Regions from separate parts of the Sus scrofa genome. Here regions 1 and 2 are each linked to region 3. The links are chromatin contacts, called in public HiChIP or PLAC-seq maps. All regions are on one chromosome and are shown on one strand. Each heading gives the region's core, a stretch centred on a gene start, on an enhancer-like site or on the middle of the called end of the contact. The rest is flanking DNA. Distances are from core to core; before and after follow the strand shown. Region 1 holds the start of LOC100156657. Region 2 holds the start of TAPBP (tapasin). Region 3 holds the start of C7H6orf125.

Region 1 (4,473 bases), core at 1,083-3,582, 400 kb after region 3:
ATGTGGGGCTGAGGGAACAGGTGCTGCCAGGCACAGGGGGGTGGGGGGCGTGGAGACCCAGGAAGGTGAGCTGGGAGTTGGGGGGAAGCAGCAGGCTGCAGGGTCCAGGACCCCATGGTTCTGAAGATGAGGGCAAGGGGCTCGGGTCACGTCTTGACATCCAGCAAGGGCATCCGCTTGTGCTGGTAGCCACTCTGCCAGCCATGTACCACCTGTGAGGGAGATCATGCCACGGGCTGTGTGCCAGGAGTCTGCCGCACAACCTTGGAGGAGGTAGCCCTCTAGCCACAGCAAGGCTCTGGCTTCAAGGGTGCAAACCGCGGGCCCACCTCTCCTGATTGTGCCTGTCCCAAGTGCTCACCTTGGGGTCTCCCACGTCAGAGAGCAGCTCCTGCTCGGCCTCGTGCAGCTCCTCAGCAGGGTCATAGCTGTACATAGGGAGCAGGTGATGGCGAAGCCGGTCTACCCTGGGGAGCATGGGACGGGTTCAGCTCCGGGGGTCCACAGACACCTGACTGCCCCGTCTCTACTGCTCCTGGCGGGGGCGCTTCCAGTGGGTGCCTTTTGGGGTACACTAGAGCTCTAATACATGTCTGGGTGTGAAAACCGAACAGTGGAGTGTAGGGAATTCCAGGCTAGTTTCATAATGCCTGAGGGGCGTCTTAACCTGCGCAGGGAGCTGAGATGCCATGGGGAGAACTTTAAGCAGAATGTTCAGGGGGCGGGGACACTCACCGCTTTTTCTTCTGGACATACATTACCTGTAACAGAGACACAGCACTGTGGAGGCAGCTGAGCCCAGCATGGCCCACGAGTGAGTGGGGCCCATTTCCACACCCTCCGCTCCCGTAACAGGACAGCTGAGGTGCCCTGTGCAGGCTGGACCAGGCCCACCCAGCCCTGCCTTAGCAAAAGTGTGGGTATATATGAGTGGATGTGGGGGCTCCTTACCACAGCCACCACCACCCCGACCAGGGTGATGAGGAAGAAAGGCCCCAACACATAGCCCACCATGGAGTCGCTGTTGGCCTGGGGGGCATTGGGCACTGTGGTGTTACTCATGACATCGGCAGCTGGAGGGCTGGGTAGTCAGCATGGGCAGTGCTGCCTCGGGAGGGCGCCTCCACTGGGCTCCCTGGGGAGGAGGAAGGAGGTTGTCAATGTCACCCAGAGAGACACCTAGGCTCTGGATCCCTCCCCAAGAGCCAGTAATGTGTGAAAACTTAAGTCAGGTGCTGGGACAAGGGATCTTCCAGGTCAGTGTGCTGGGGTTAACCCTCCAGCAACTCTGCAAATCCTGGGTGTAAAGGGCACCCAGGAAAGGCCCAGAGTCAGGGCCTGAGGCCCTTTCAGCTCCTATCCCCAAATCAAGGTGGGGCCCAGCTCAGGGTGCTGGCCGAAACATTTGCAGCTATCAATTTCTGGGGAAAGGTTAGGTGTATGGTCCCAGCCCCTGCCCAACCTTCTAGGGCACTGGGCTGCCAGCAGCTCCAAGGGAGCAAAATAAGGAGGTTAAGATTAAACTATGAGGGTCCTGGACTGTAGCCTAGGGGTGAGGTAGGGGCTTCTGAAGGGGCGCATCTCCCTCAGTCCCGGTCCAATTCCCACACTTCAGGCCATAGGTCCTATATGCCCTCTTTGTCCCTGGTGTCACTCCAGACATATCTCCTGGGCACCATTTCCCCCACTGGTCTCATGTGCCAGGGTAGACACAAGTGGGCAGGACTGGATTGCATCTGCGAGGTGATGTCACCTTCCCCTGATCCCCACTCGGGGCTCCGCCCTAGTCCCTCCCCTCCTGGCCCGGGTTTGACAGGCGGAGGTGGAGAGGGTCAGTTCCCATGACAGAGGGAAGGAGATTGCCCGTGGAGGCTCAACGCCGATGCCCCGCGGTCTGCGACCTCGGTTCGCCTCGGTTCCCATCGGAAGGCAAGGTATGAGCTTGGGCCGGTCCCGGGGCCCGTGGGGGCTGCGGGCTTGCCCAGTCGCATCGCACCGTCCCAGAATCGCACCGTCCCACAGTCGAGGGGACATGCCGAGATAGGGAGAGTGACAGGCCGTTCTTAGGACGCGGACCAGCAACGGCGTGCGGGAGGTAGTTGCCATGGCGCTGGGAGGCTCAGGCCGGGGGAGGGGAACTTGGGAGCGCAGAGGGGCCCGGGTATCCCGGAATCCCGACACCCCGAGGCGTGGACTTGTGCCGGCGCTCTGCAGCCCATCCAACCCGGCCATGCCTTACCTCCCGCCGCTGCAGCCCGGAGTGGAACGCCCTCGGTTGGCTCCCGGGCCCCGGAAGAGCCGGCAGGCGCGTGATCAAAGGACCCGGGGAAATGGGCGGGGCCACAGCATCGGAAGGCAGAAGGCCCGGAGACTCCTGGAGCGGCCAATCAGGAGGCGGGGAATGGGCGGTGCGAAGGCGGAGACGGCCCGGGCTGCAGGGACCACCACGCGACGGCAGGGGGCAGCCGAGGGCTGCGCAGCGGGGAGGGGCGGGGCGCGCGCGGCTTCCCGGCGTCCCCCGGGGCGGGAGCGCTTGGGAGTTCACATTCCAGGCAGAGCTTGGTCTCCTTTGCGTGCTGATCTGGTTGGAGCCCTGGCCCCACAAGCGCCCCCGTTAGTCTTTTTTTTTTTTTTGTCTTTTGGCCTTTTCTAGGGCCTCTTCTGTAGCATATGGAAGTTCTCAGGCTAGGGGTCGAATCGGAGCTGTAGCCGCCGGCCTACGCCAGAGCCACAGCAACTCGGGATCCGAGCCGTGTCTTCGACCTACACCACAGCTCACGGCAACGCCAAATCCTTAACCCACCGAGCAAGGCCAGGGATCGAACCCGCAACCTCACGGTTCCCAGTCAGATTCGTTAACCACTGCGCCACGATGGGAACTCCGCGCCCTGTTAGTCTTTATAGAACCGCACAGACGGTAGTATTGCAGCCTGGCCCTCTGTGCTCTGCCCAGAGGGTAGAATATGCAGGTCCAGAGTCGCACCTGCCCAGCCCATGGACCTTGGATACACCCACCCAGCCATCCTCTCTATGCCTCAGTCTTAAAGTTGGCAAAACAGGCTGCTATAAAGATTACACAGTGACATGGGTAGAGCCTGGCACATGGCATACCCTGTATTTTAAATTCCCTGTTAACCTCCTTCCAGTTTTCTGAGGCACAGACGGAGCTATGAGGTGAAGTCCCCCTGGGTCACAGGTAGCTTGATCAGTAGGTGAGCTTGGTTTGGTAAGTAAAATGTCACAATGTCACACACTTAACTGGAGAAATGTGAATAAGATTGTTGGATTTTACCAGTGTCAGTGTCCTGGTTGTGATGTTATACTACAGTTCTGCAAATGTTAGCACTGGGCGGAGCCGGCCAAAGCATATGAGGGATTGCTAATATTTCTTACAACTACATGTGAGTCTAAAGTTAAGTCAGGGGTTCCCGTTGTGGTGCAGCAGAAACAAATCCCACTAGTATCCATGAGGATGCAGGTTCAATCCCAGTTCTTGCTTAGAGGGTTGGGGATCTGGCATTGCTATAAGCTGTGCCGTAGGTCGCAGAGGTGGGTGGGATCCCATGTTGCTGTGGCTGTGGTATAGGCCGGCAGCTGTAGCTCCAATTCAACCCCTAGCCAGGGAACCTCCATATGCCACCAGTGCGGCCCTAAAAAGCAAATAAATAAATAAAGTTACGTCAAACTGTGTGTGTATAGTTTATACCACACCCTCCTCTCCACCACCACAATCACATGCAATTGGGAAAATTCCAGATTGGCAGGTGATGGAAAACGTCCAAGGACATAAAAGTTGTGGCAGGTTAAGGTCTCCTGAATCCTCAAGTGCTAATGGAGATACAGGGGTGGCATGGGTCATTGTTCTTGCCAGGGGCAGCCAATGGCATGGACATGGTTGAGCCACTTCACTTCCTCAAGTCCTACCAGCGGCAATTAATTGAGGGCAGATCTGAAGGAGTAATACCCAGTTAGGAACCAGAGGACAGGTGAGAACTCTGGCCTTTTGCTTAGAATTGCCACCATCTGACTGATGGGGAATCAGATAAAGGGAAAGGAATGAGAGAAAAGCTTGGGTTTGGAGGCTGCAGGTAGATTTCCTGGGGTTCTCAGGCTTTTGAGTGTGGAGAGTAGGGAGACCACTCATGCCAGGCTTTTACCAGAGCTGAGGGCAGAGGGAGGAGGCCCCTACCCATGTAGTGCCCCTCTCATCTTACAAGGAAGTGGGAATTAAGTAGTAGGTTTTAGAAACCAGGCCCCCTTGTCTGCCCACACATCCAACCTTTGTCCCTGTTCTCAGGACTTCCAACCACATAAACTGAGGGTCTAGTGATACTGGGATGATACTCAGCATGTATTTACTTCCTTTACCCCAGAACACTATTCAAGGTAGTAGGGGCAACTTCAATTTAAGGAGTTCCCGTTGTGGCGCAGCGGAAGCGAATCCAACTAGGAACCAGGAGGTTTCGGGGTCAA
Region 2 (4,576 bases), core at 385-2,884, 260 kb before region 3:
TGGTGATGAGAGCAGGCTCCAGCTGAGGCTCAGACTGCGGCTGAAGGAAGCTGGAAAGGCTGAGTACCGGGCTGGACATACTGACCATTAGCCACTTCCCGTCCAGGGCCCGCGGGCACCTCTGCTCCGGAGTCAAGCCGCTGACCCAGTCGGGCGAGGCGGGGAGCGGGATATAGTGGCTCATCTCGCAGCGTGGCGCGGGGGCGTCCCGGGGGTACTGCCTGAAGGCGGCTAGGAGGGCTCCCGCAGGGTCTGTGAGAGCAGAGAAGGGAGGTGTAACTGTAGAGTCGCCGCCAGCAAAGGGGCAGGAAGGCGGGATTTCAAACCGGCAAACCACCCGGTAGTGAGCGATTCACAGGTATTCCAGCTTCATTTTACGGAGGAGGAAACAGGCCCGCGGACACTACAAGACCCAAAGAGGAGAGGCTTTCGGTGGAGGCGACGGAATTGGGAGCGAGTCGGGGAAGGCTCACCGTGCACTTTGAGGTAGAGCTCTGGCTCGAGGTCCGGCCGAGGAGGTGGGCTCCCGGGGCCCTGGCGCAGCAGCAGGGCAGCGGGTTTCTTGGACAGCTGGCCCCGGCCCGCATCCTCCACGAACCAGCACTCGATCACCGCGGGACCCGCCGAGACGGTGGACGCCAAGCCTGGGGTGGAAGGGTGCGGGTGAGGTGTTGGCCCCAATATCAGGTGGTCTGACCTCTCCCCACCCCCTACCCCCCACCCCTGCCGTGGCGGGGTCACCTCCCACCGCTTCTCTGAGCAGAGAGTCGCGGGGTTAGCTCACCCAAAGCTACTACAGAGAGGAGCAGAGACAGAGGCTTCATGGCGTCGCGATCCTCTCAGCTCCGCAGCCTCCTCTTCCCCCTTTCACTTTCACTTTCCTCCAAAGGCCGCAGGTGGGACGGAGGAAATCCCCGCTCGGGTTAGGTGAAGGCGGGGGAGGCAGGTGCTTCCCCGCAGGCTGCACCGGAACCTCCTCTCCAGTTCTGGTCTGGGGACCTCAGTCGCACCCACTCCCCCCCCCCGCCCTCCTGGACCACCCAACACCACAAAGTCCGGAGCCCTCCCGCCCTCTGGGCTCCCCCTTCCTCTCCGCCAGAATCCCCTTCCCTGAGAACCATCCCTCCACCATCCCCCACCTGTGCCAAGTCCCCAGCAAACACATAGGGGGTGTCGGGAAGCCAAGTGAAATGACCAATAAATATTTTAATCACCATTTAAAAAAAATAAGATTTAAAATAAAAACTCCTACAACTTACTCCCTCCTTGTCTTCACTCCCCCCTCCCCAGTGAGAATCAAGGTGGGGGACGCCAAGGTGGGGGAGGAGAGGTTAGGGTGGAAATAAGGGGCACATCCTTTGAGGGACAGGGTATGTTCCAGGACAAGGGTGGGGCTCAAAGACCTGGTCCCCACAACAACACAAACACAGACTTCAGGTACAGACTACAACCACCTGACCCTTGACCCAGCGACTCCAGGATGCTCCACTAGCCCCCTCTCCCTCCCCACTCCCCACCGAGTGCGCCCTATTCTACTCTGGGGCTGGGGCTTCAGTGTACCCATCTGAGGGGGACGAAGGGCTGGGTTTGGGGATACTTTGGGGAGGAGGGGCTGCAGAGTGGAAAGGGGTGATCCGTGGTGCAACGCGGTCCCAACTCCAGAATATGTACAAGTCTATTGAGATAGGAAGACAGTAGGTGTGTGGGGACACCACGTAAGAGCCACAGGGCCCCTGGCTCCCGTTCCTCTTCCCTCCTTCGCAGGCTACCCCCAGTAGCCCGCCTCTTCAGTTTGCTCCTCCGCCCCCACCGAAGCCCATTTCCACCTTATGGACACTGGGCGGGGACCAGACCCGTCGGCTGGGCGGGGGCGTGGTCCCACTCGCCTCGTCGCCGCTGCCCCGGCCTGGAGACTCTCTCTTGGGTTGCACGGCTGGCCCGGTGGGCCCCCCGGGTCCCGCCCCAGCCCCGGCCCCGGCCCCGCCCCCACCTAGGCGGTGCCGGCGCTCACAGTGTCCCCGGTGGCGCATGAAGCTGTCTCGCCACATGAACTTCTTGGCGCAGACGCCGCACTCGTAGGGCTTGAGGCCTGTGTGAGTCTTCATGTGCTCCGTCAGGTGATGCTTCATCTTGAACTTCTTGTTGCACACGGGGCAGTCAAAGGGCCGCAGGTTCAGGTGCATGTTCACGTGCCGATCGCGCATGCTCTTATGGGAGAAGGCCTTCCCGCAGTGGCACAGAAAGATCTTATTTCCATCCCCACTGCCTGTTCCTCCAGGGGTCCCACCAGTGCCACCCGGCATGCCCAGGGCCCCTGCTGACGCGCCCCCCAGCGTCACAGCCCCGTGTTCAGTTTGGTTCCCTGGTGGCTGGCCTGGAGCCTGTGAGGAGGAGGAGGAGGTGGATGAAGAGGATGGGAAGACTAGGATCTGGTTGCCCTGCATGTCCAGCGGAAGCAGGGGCCTAGGAGGGTGGGAGGGAGCATAGGAGGAAGGGGTTGGTCCCCCTGAATCCTCAAGCCCCCCTCCGGGACCCCCACTCTCATAGGGGCCAAAGTCATTGGAGGACTCACAGAAATTGACCTGCTCCTCTCCCTTGTCTGGAGGCTCAGACAGGGTCCGGACATCACTAATGCTAAGGGTCGTCTCAGGTTCTCCCCCTGGTGGAACATGGGAGCCACCCCCCAGCTCTTCATCTTCATCATCCTCACAGGTCAACACCAAGTCTTCCTCCTCCTCATCTTCCTCCAGGTCTGGGTCTTGGGGAGCCAGGGGTGCTGGTGCGGGGCAGGTTCCACCCCGCTTCACGTACACCCAGTGTTTCTGTGGTACGATGCTGGGGGGTGCATAGACCGGCCGCCGGAGCCCAGCCCCAGGGACCACCGCCCCCCTCCCATCCCCGCCATCATCACACAGCTCATCTGCCTCCAGCAGCAGCTTCCCAGAGGTAGCCCCTCCACTGCCAACCACCGGGGCTGGGAACACAGGGCCACCACCTCGACGCTCCCCGCTGCCCACTGCAGAAGCCGCAAAAGCCTCTTGGGATGAAGAGGAGAAATCAGTGGACTCCCGGGGGCTGAAGTAGTTGCTGCTGCTGGGGGACTGATTCTCACTGGCCCGGCTGGAGGCATGAGAGCGCACGGAGCCCACAGCAGCAGGGGCTACACTGCCCCCACTCCCGGGGGGGACCCCTGCACCAGGGACAGTGACGGATGTTGCTGCAGCAGTAGTGACGGTGGTGGTGGTGGCTGAAGCCCGGCCCTCTCGGAGGAGTTCAGTGCACTTGTCCACGATGTGCCACATCTGGAGCACAGACCCCACTGTGAGGAAGTTGACAATGTCGGCAGCGGCCATGCTGAGCCGGCCAGTGTAAGCTGAAGCCAACACAGTCTCGAAGGCTCCGGGGTCCATGACGCTGGGCAGTGAGATGGAGGTCATGCCCTTGAGTAAGACCTGGTCGTGGAAATAAGGGGAGGACGCAGCCAAAACAGCACGATGAGCCCTGAACTCCCGTCCCTGCACTCGGATGGACACATCACAGAGCTGGCCCTGCAGCCGCTGTTGATTGAGGGACTCCAGGAGGGCACTGGTCACCTCAGGGAAGGACACGTGTACCACCGCAGCCGCAGGCAGGGGCAGTGGCGGGGGGGCCAGTGATAGAGGCAGAGGGAGTGCGGCCCCACCCGGAGACATAGGAGATGGCTCCATGGTGTGGAGGGGAGGGGTACCCCCCAGCCACAGGAACAAGGGGAGGAGGAGGGCGGCCGGGGGGGTCTCTGGAAAGGAAAAGAAAGAAGAAAGATAACATCTCATAATGACACAGCCCTGTACAGTTTAAAAGCTTGTTCGCACTTATTCTCCAAGTAACTTCCCACAACGACACTGTAAGGTGGGTATTCCTGTCAACCCCACTTGACGGATGAGGAAACTGAGGCTCAGAAAGAGTAAGAGATTATCCAAGGTCACACTAGTAAGGGGCAGCGCCCACAAATGCAGGTGTTCTAACTGCAAATCCAGTGCTCCTTCCTTGTAGGTTAAGAGAAACAAGAAGCTCTTGGGGAGCTGGGTGCCTCCCTTCAGAAATTCACAATTGCCTGAGAGCTTGAGTTTCCAAAATTTACCCTTTTGGAGTTTTGTACCTTTTCCTTGGTAGGGGCGCAGGTCAGCTCTCAGTATTGAAAACCACCGCTCTCTCCATTTCCCTTTAGGCTAAGACCCCTGGATCTTTTGCCGGCCACGCCCCTTGCCCCCAGTTATCGCTAACCACGCCCGTTTTCGACCACGCCCACCATAGACCCGCCCCCACGGCCTTTTGGCTCCGCCCCCTGTGTACCCCCGCCCACATCGGACTCCGCCCCCCTCTGCTCCGCCCCAAGCGCTACAACGATCTCCTCTCCCACCCGGAAGGCGCCCCCCAACCCCGCGCGTCCCCGCTTACCGGGCCGCGCGCCCCCGGGCCCCCCGCCCCTCACTCGGCGGCCAGAGCCGCAGCCCGGGCCCCTCCCGCCGCCATCTTGCGCCGACTCCCTCCGCCCTCCGCCTCCGCTTCGCCTCCCGCCTCTCCGGCTTTAAAGGCA
Region 3 (4,500 bases), core at 1,939-4,438:
AGTCCTTGCTCCACTCCGGCACAGGTCTCAAAGATTCACCTGCTTGCTAGTGTTCTGGCTTTTCTGGCCGGTATCCTACCGAGGCCGGTCTTCTTCCCGTCTGCACTGGGAGCAGTGCCTGGGCTACAGAGAAGCAGGTGGGTACTCACAGGGATTCTTTGCCAAAACTGACCCTGGTCCAGAAAGGTTGGAGCAGGAAATGAGGGGAAGGGAGTGGCTTGAAGTTCATGGACAAGAGGCCTTCCTAACAAGAAGTAAGTCAATCAGGCAGGAAGGAGGCAGTGCCAGGCCAGGCAGCTGGGTCTGTGTCTCGCCAGCCTTGCCACCTAACTCCCAGGGAACCCACGTACATTGTTTCACTTTTCTCATTTTGTTTCTTGGTCTGTAAGATGGGAACTGTGAGATGACCTCACTCAGCTGGACTGAGGACTGAACTAAATGAGACCAGGCAAGCATGCTGTGTGGTGCACGTTCAGTGCTACTGTGGCAGGAAGCCCAAGGCCGAAGACTGCCTGCCTCTCTCTCCTGGAACGAGGTGCGGGGCAGAGCTGCCCCCTCCAGGCCTGTCTTCCTGACAAGTGGCACAACCATGGGAGCTGCACACCCATCAGCCGACCAGGTCTACTGCCTGCTGGTGGCTGCCAGCCTAGCAAAGAACCTACCAGAGCGACCTTTCTCTCTCAGTCCGGGGGTGTGAGGGGAAGTAATTGACAGGACTGCCCTCAATTCCAGCAAGGGACTATTCCTCCTAAAGATCACCACAAGCATTCACTGAGGCCAGGCACCTTCTCAGGTGATATCAGGATGAGGTACCAGGAGGTCCTGAGTCATGTGTCTGCTGCCATCATGACGCCCTGGCTCACTCCACCAGGGCACATTCATCAGCCACTGTGGAACCATCACTGAGCGGTGACTTGCACCTGCAGCCATGACTCAAATCTGTGTGGGCCTCTGACTCATCGGAGCCATTTCCCCAGGTGATGACAAAGGATGGCAACTCCAAAGAGAACACTCTGCCCTCCTTTCCTGGCCCCTCGCCCCTCTCTCACTAACAGTCTAGTTGGGGAAGGTCACACCCTCACTGCTTCTCTGCTGCCTGGTCCCCCGCCCTCCAAATTCCCTCAGAGTAAGTCCCGTGAGCTCCCTGGTGATCAGGACCAGGTTCTGCCCCTCATCTGCAGTTCCCGCAGTTCCCCAGTGAGTAAGCCTGCAAATTCATTCTCACCACTCAGGACACAGAAATATCCCCTTCTCACTCTTTGCAACTTCTCTCCATCTAGTTCTGCTACACCTGCAACTATATTCAAATGATTTTTGTCTCATGAGCCACCACCAATCATTTATGTAACCATCCATTCATTTACTGAGTGTCTTTTATGTGTGAGGAACTATGTGAGACACTATGGGGAGAAAGATAAAAATGGAACAACCTCTATTTTCAGGAAGCTCGCACCAGAAATACATAGGGAGCACAGCCCTAGAAGGCTTATGGGATTCACAGGATTGGGACTAGCTATGATTCTTGCCTGCAAAATCTTTATCCTTTGGGCCAGTGAAGAGCACTGTAAGAAGTGTGAGGCCTCAGTGTGGTGTCACACACCCCCACACCCTCCCCAGCCCTAGTCAGACACTCCATCCATCCCAACACCCACCCAGTGCTTGTCCCCATGATGCCACTGGGCATGTTCTTGCTCTACTAGGTGGGCTGGCTTGGCTCCGTGTAGCTAAGTTGCAAAAGACCATGTTCCTACTTTGACAGCTGTGGCCAAATTTTGCAAAAGTCACTTCCTCAGACTGTGTATGTGTGTATATGCTATCTCATAGGCCTGACCTCTCACCCGAGCCCCAGGCTCAAATATCCTACTGTCTACTTGACATTTCCACTCAGAGGTAACAGCACTCTGCATCTCAAGTTCAACACGTCTAACACCAAACACAAGATGTTCTTCCCACATCCCACCTGTTCCTCATCTAGTCTTTCTCATCTCAGTTAATGGCACCACCTTCCACCCAGATGCTCAGGCCAAAACAATCTAGGTGTGACCCTTGGTTCACCTTTCCTTCTATCCTGCATCCAATGTATCAGGGAAACCTGTGGCCGCAACCTTCCACGGCAACCTCAATCCAGCCACTTCCCTCTCCTGGGCTGCCTTCTGCATCCACACCACCATTTCTTGCCTGGGCTGCCAGAGTAACCTCTTCTCCAGCTGACTGCTTCTATTCTTGCCCCCCTATAATCCATTCACTACTACAACCAGAGTGATCTTTAAAAAAAGTAAATTAGGTCACATCGGCCCCGACTAAACCTTCCCAGCTCAATGGTCTTATGATAAAATCCACCTTCTAATCAGAGCCTGTCTTTAAGACCCTATCATGGAGTCTTAGGGTCTTTTACGAGGCAACTGAATATGACTAGCACCCATGAGGACGAAGGTTTGCTCCCTGGCCTCACTCAGTAGGTTAAGGATCCGGCGTTGCCATGAGCTGTGGTGGAGGTGGCAGACGCGGCTCGGACCTGGCGTTGCTGTGGCTGTGGTGTTGGCCAGCAGCTGTAGCTCTGATTCGACCCTTAGTCTGGGAACCTCCATATGCCACAGGTGCGGCCCTCAAAACACAAAAGCCGAAAAAAAAAAAACCACAAAAACGCAGGTCTACTCAAACGCAGGGGCCTGGGGTGAGGACAGGGCTTTGGCTATCGGTCACCACACAGCACTGTGAGGTACGGTAGTGTCAGGGGAGGAACAGACTGCCACAGGTACTGCGCCTAGAATCATGGAGAGCTTTTAAAAATACTGAGGCCAAGGCCTGCCCCACACTCTGATTCGAGTAGGTCGAACGACCCAGGTCTCCAGATTTTTAAAAGCGTCCTAGAACTCCGAGGGGTACGTTGTTAAGAGCACGGAGCCGTCCACGCGCACGTGTGGCCGAGGGAACGGCGCGCGCATGCGCCGGGCCCGCCACCGGCCCGCCCTGCCTTGTCCTGCCCCCCTACCCCCCACGCCTTCCCGCCGCAGGCGGTCCCCACACTGTGTCACCTGGGTGTTCTCTCCCTCCCGAAAGGCCTGCGCTACCCGCTGCCGCAGATAAGCGCCCAAGTCCCGGCCCCGTTTGGTCTCGTCCAGCGGCCATTCCTCACAGAGCCTGAGAAAACGCCGGTAGCGGCTGGCCGCCATCTTGGGCCCCGCGTGTCCCCGCCCCCGAGGGAGGAGTTGGCGCAGACGGAAGGCGTTTGCGCACTAAGGACCTCTGGCTTTCCGAGGAGCTGGCGCGGGAGGGAGGAGGGAAGAGGGAGGAGGGAGGGAGCATGCGCTCCTTCACCGCGCTCGCCGCATTCCGGGTGGGGGCGCTGCTCGCTTGCCCTGCGAGCCGAGCTAATTCAGTTCTTGTCCTTCTGGAACCAGCCGGTCTTCCAGGGGCAAGTCAGGCGTGGAGTACCCCCAGGGACGGCTTTGCTTCTCTTTTTCAATGAATGCACAAGCTCCAGACTAAAAATCCTCCTCTGAGACCTCTGCTGATTTGCATAAACGGATACATTTGCATGTAAATACAGGTTGTTATTCGATGAAGATATGTTTGAACTTAATATCCTAGCACACGTGGTTTGCAGCATCCCCCCCCCCGCCGCCGCCCGCGCCCCTTTCCCGAAGCCCCGGTACCTATCAGTACCACGATTGGTGCTCTGCCACAATTCCTTCTTTAGTGCTCCTCGCTCCTGTCCCTGTGTCCCCAGCCCCTGTTAGTATCACTTCTGAGCTCCCCCTCCCCAAGCCGTCCACTTGTCTGTTTGAGTTGATGCAGCCTGGAAAAAAACTTGTTTTACCAAGCTTGCTCTTATACAGTTCCAGCTGCATCCTGATTTTTCTTTTCTTAAACAAACAAACCCCAAAAACTCTACCTTCCGGATTTTCCTTGAGGAAAGCCTCATCCTCCTTTTGCGTCTTTACTGTCCTGTCTTTAGACAGGACCATCCCATGCACACAGCGCTTGGCTTCCCCCAGATCTCTTCCTTCTCTCCACCCGTCTACTTTGTATGTTTCCAGGAGACTCCTGCCCTGAGTCAGGGAGTGAATTCAGAACCAAATACAATGTTAGAAGTGACAAGGGCTTTAATGGAAGTGTTAAAGAATACTAGGCGTTTGGAGAAAGAAATAGTCCTTCTAGCTGTTGAGATTGGGGGAATGGGGAAGATCAGGGATTGCTTCTGAAGGAGATGGCATTTGTGCTGGGCCTTGAGGATGGTTAAGCTTTGAAAGTGGGCTTGGGAGAGGGACTTTGAGCAGCAAGAGCCAGGCTTGGGGCACGACTGGGAGAGAGAGGAAGTGGGGGGACAGAGATCAGTGGGTGGTTTTAGCAGGGAATAGCTCTGAACTGTCTGAAGTCCTTAAGGGTAAAGACCTATGAATGGGAACACCTGGGGACACAGGGATGTGTGATGCCTGCTTGAGGGGAGTTGGGGGGTTGGAAAATGAGGCACTCAAGACCCCCTCCCACGGCATTCTC

Evidence for each region. HiChIP or PLAC-seq counts read pairs in DNA pulled down with a chosen protein or histone mark.
Region 1: a contact with region 3 is called in an H3K27ac HiChIP or PLAC-seq map of skeletal muscle, with 2.3 times the contacts expected there. The contact joins the promoter of LOC100156657 here to the promoter of C7H6orf125 in region 3. A contact is called at or near these places in 1 of 5 promoter capture datasets (liver) and 1 of 2 datasets of contacts at active chromatin or transcription factors (skeletal muscle).
Region 2: an H3K27ac HiChIP or PLAC-seq map of alveolar macrophages shows a contact between it and region 3. The contact joins the promoter of TAPBP here to the promoter of C7H6orf125 in region 3. A contact is called at or near these places in 1 of 5 promoter capture datasets (liver) and 1 of 2 datasets of contacts at active chromatin or transcription factors (alveolar macrophages).

What each region holds. Positions count from the first base shown.
Region 1 is chr7:30,329,719-30,334,191 of Sscrofa11.1, forward strand. LOC100156657 reads right to left here and starts at 2,333. Exons shown (of 5, transcript NM_001190191.1): 1 at 2,240-2,333; 2 at 952-1,135; 3 at 736-761; 4 at 362-467; 5 at 1-212. The coding sequence starts at 1,062. The coding sequence ends at 147.
Region 2 is chr7:29,671,819-29,676,394 of Sscrofa11.1, forward strand. TAPBP (tapasin) reads right to left here and starts at 1,635. Exons shown (of 8, transcript XM_005665884.3): 1 at 785-1,635; 2 at 474-644; 3 at 1-252. The coding sequence starts at 824. ZBTB22 (zinc finger and BTB domain-containing protein 22) reads right to left here. Exons shown (of 2, transcript XM_001927786.4): 1 at 4,438-4,576; 2 at 1,188-3,775. The coding sequence starts at 3,707. The coding sequence ends at 1,788.
Region 3 is chr7:29,926,614-29,931,113 of Sscrofa11.1, forward strand. C7H6orf125 reads right to left here and starts at 3,189. Exons shown (of 4, transcript NM_001243451.1): 1 at 3,036-3,189. The coding sequence starts at 3,173.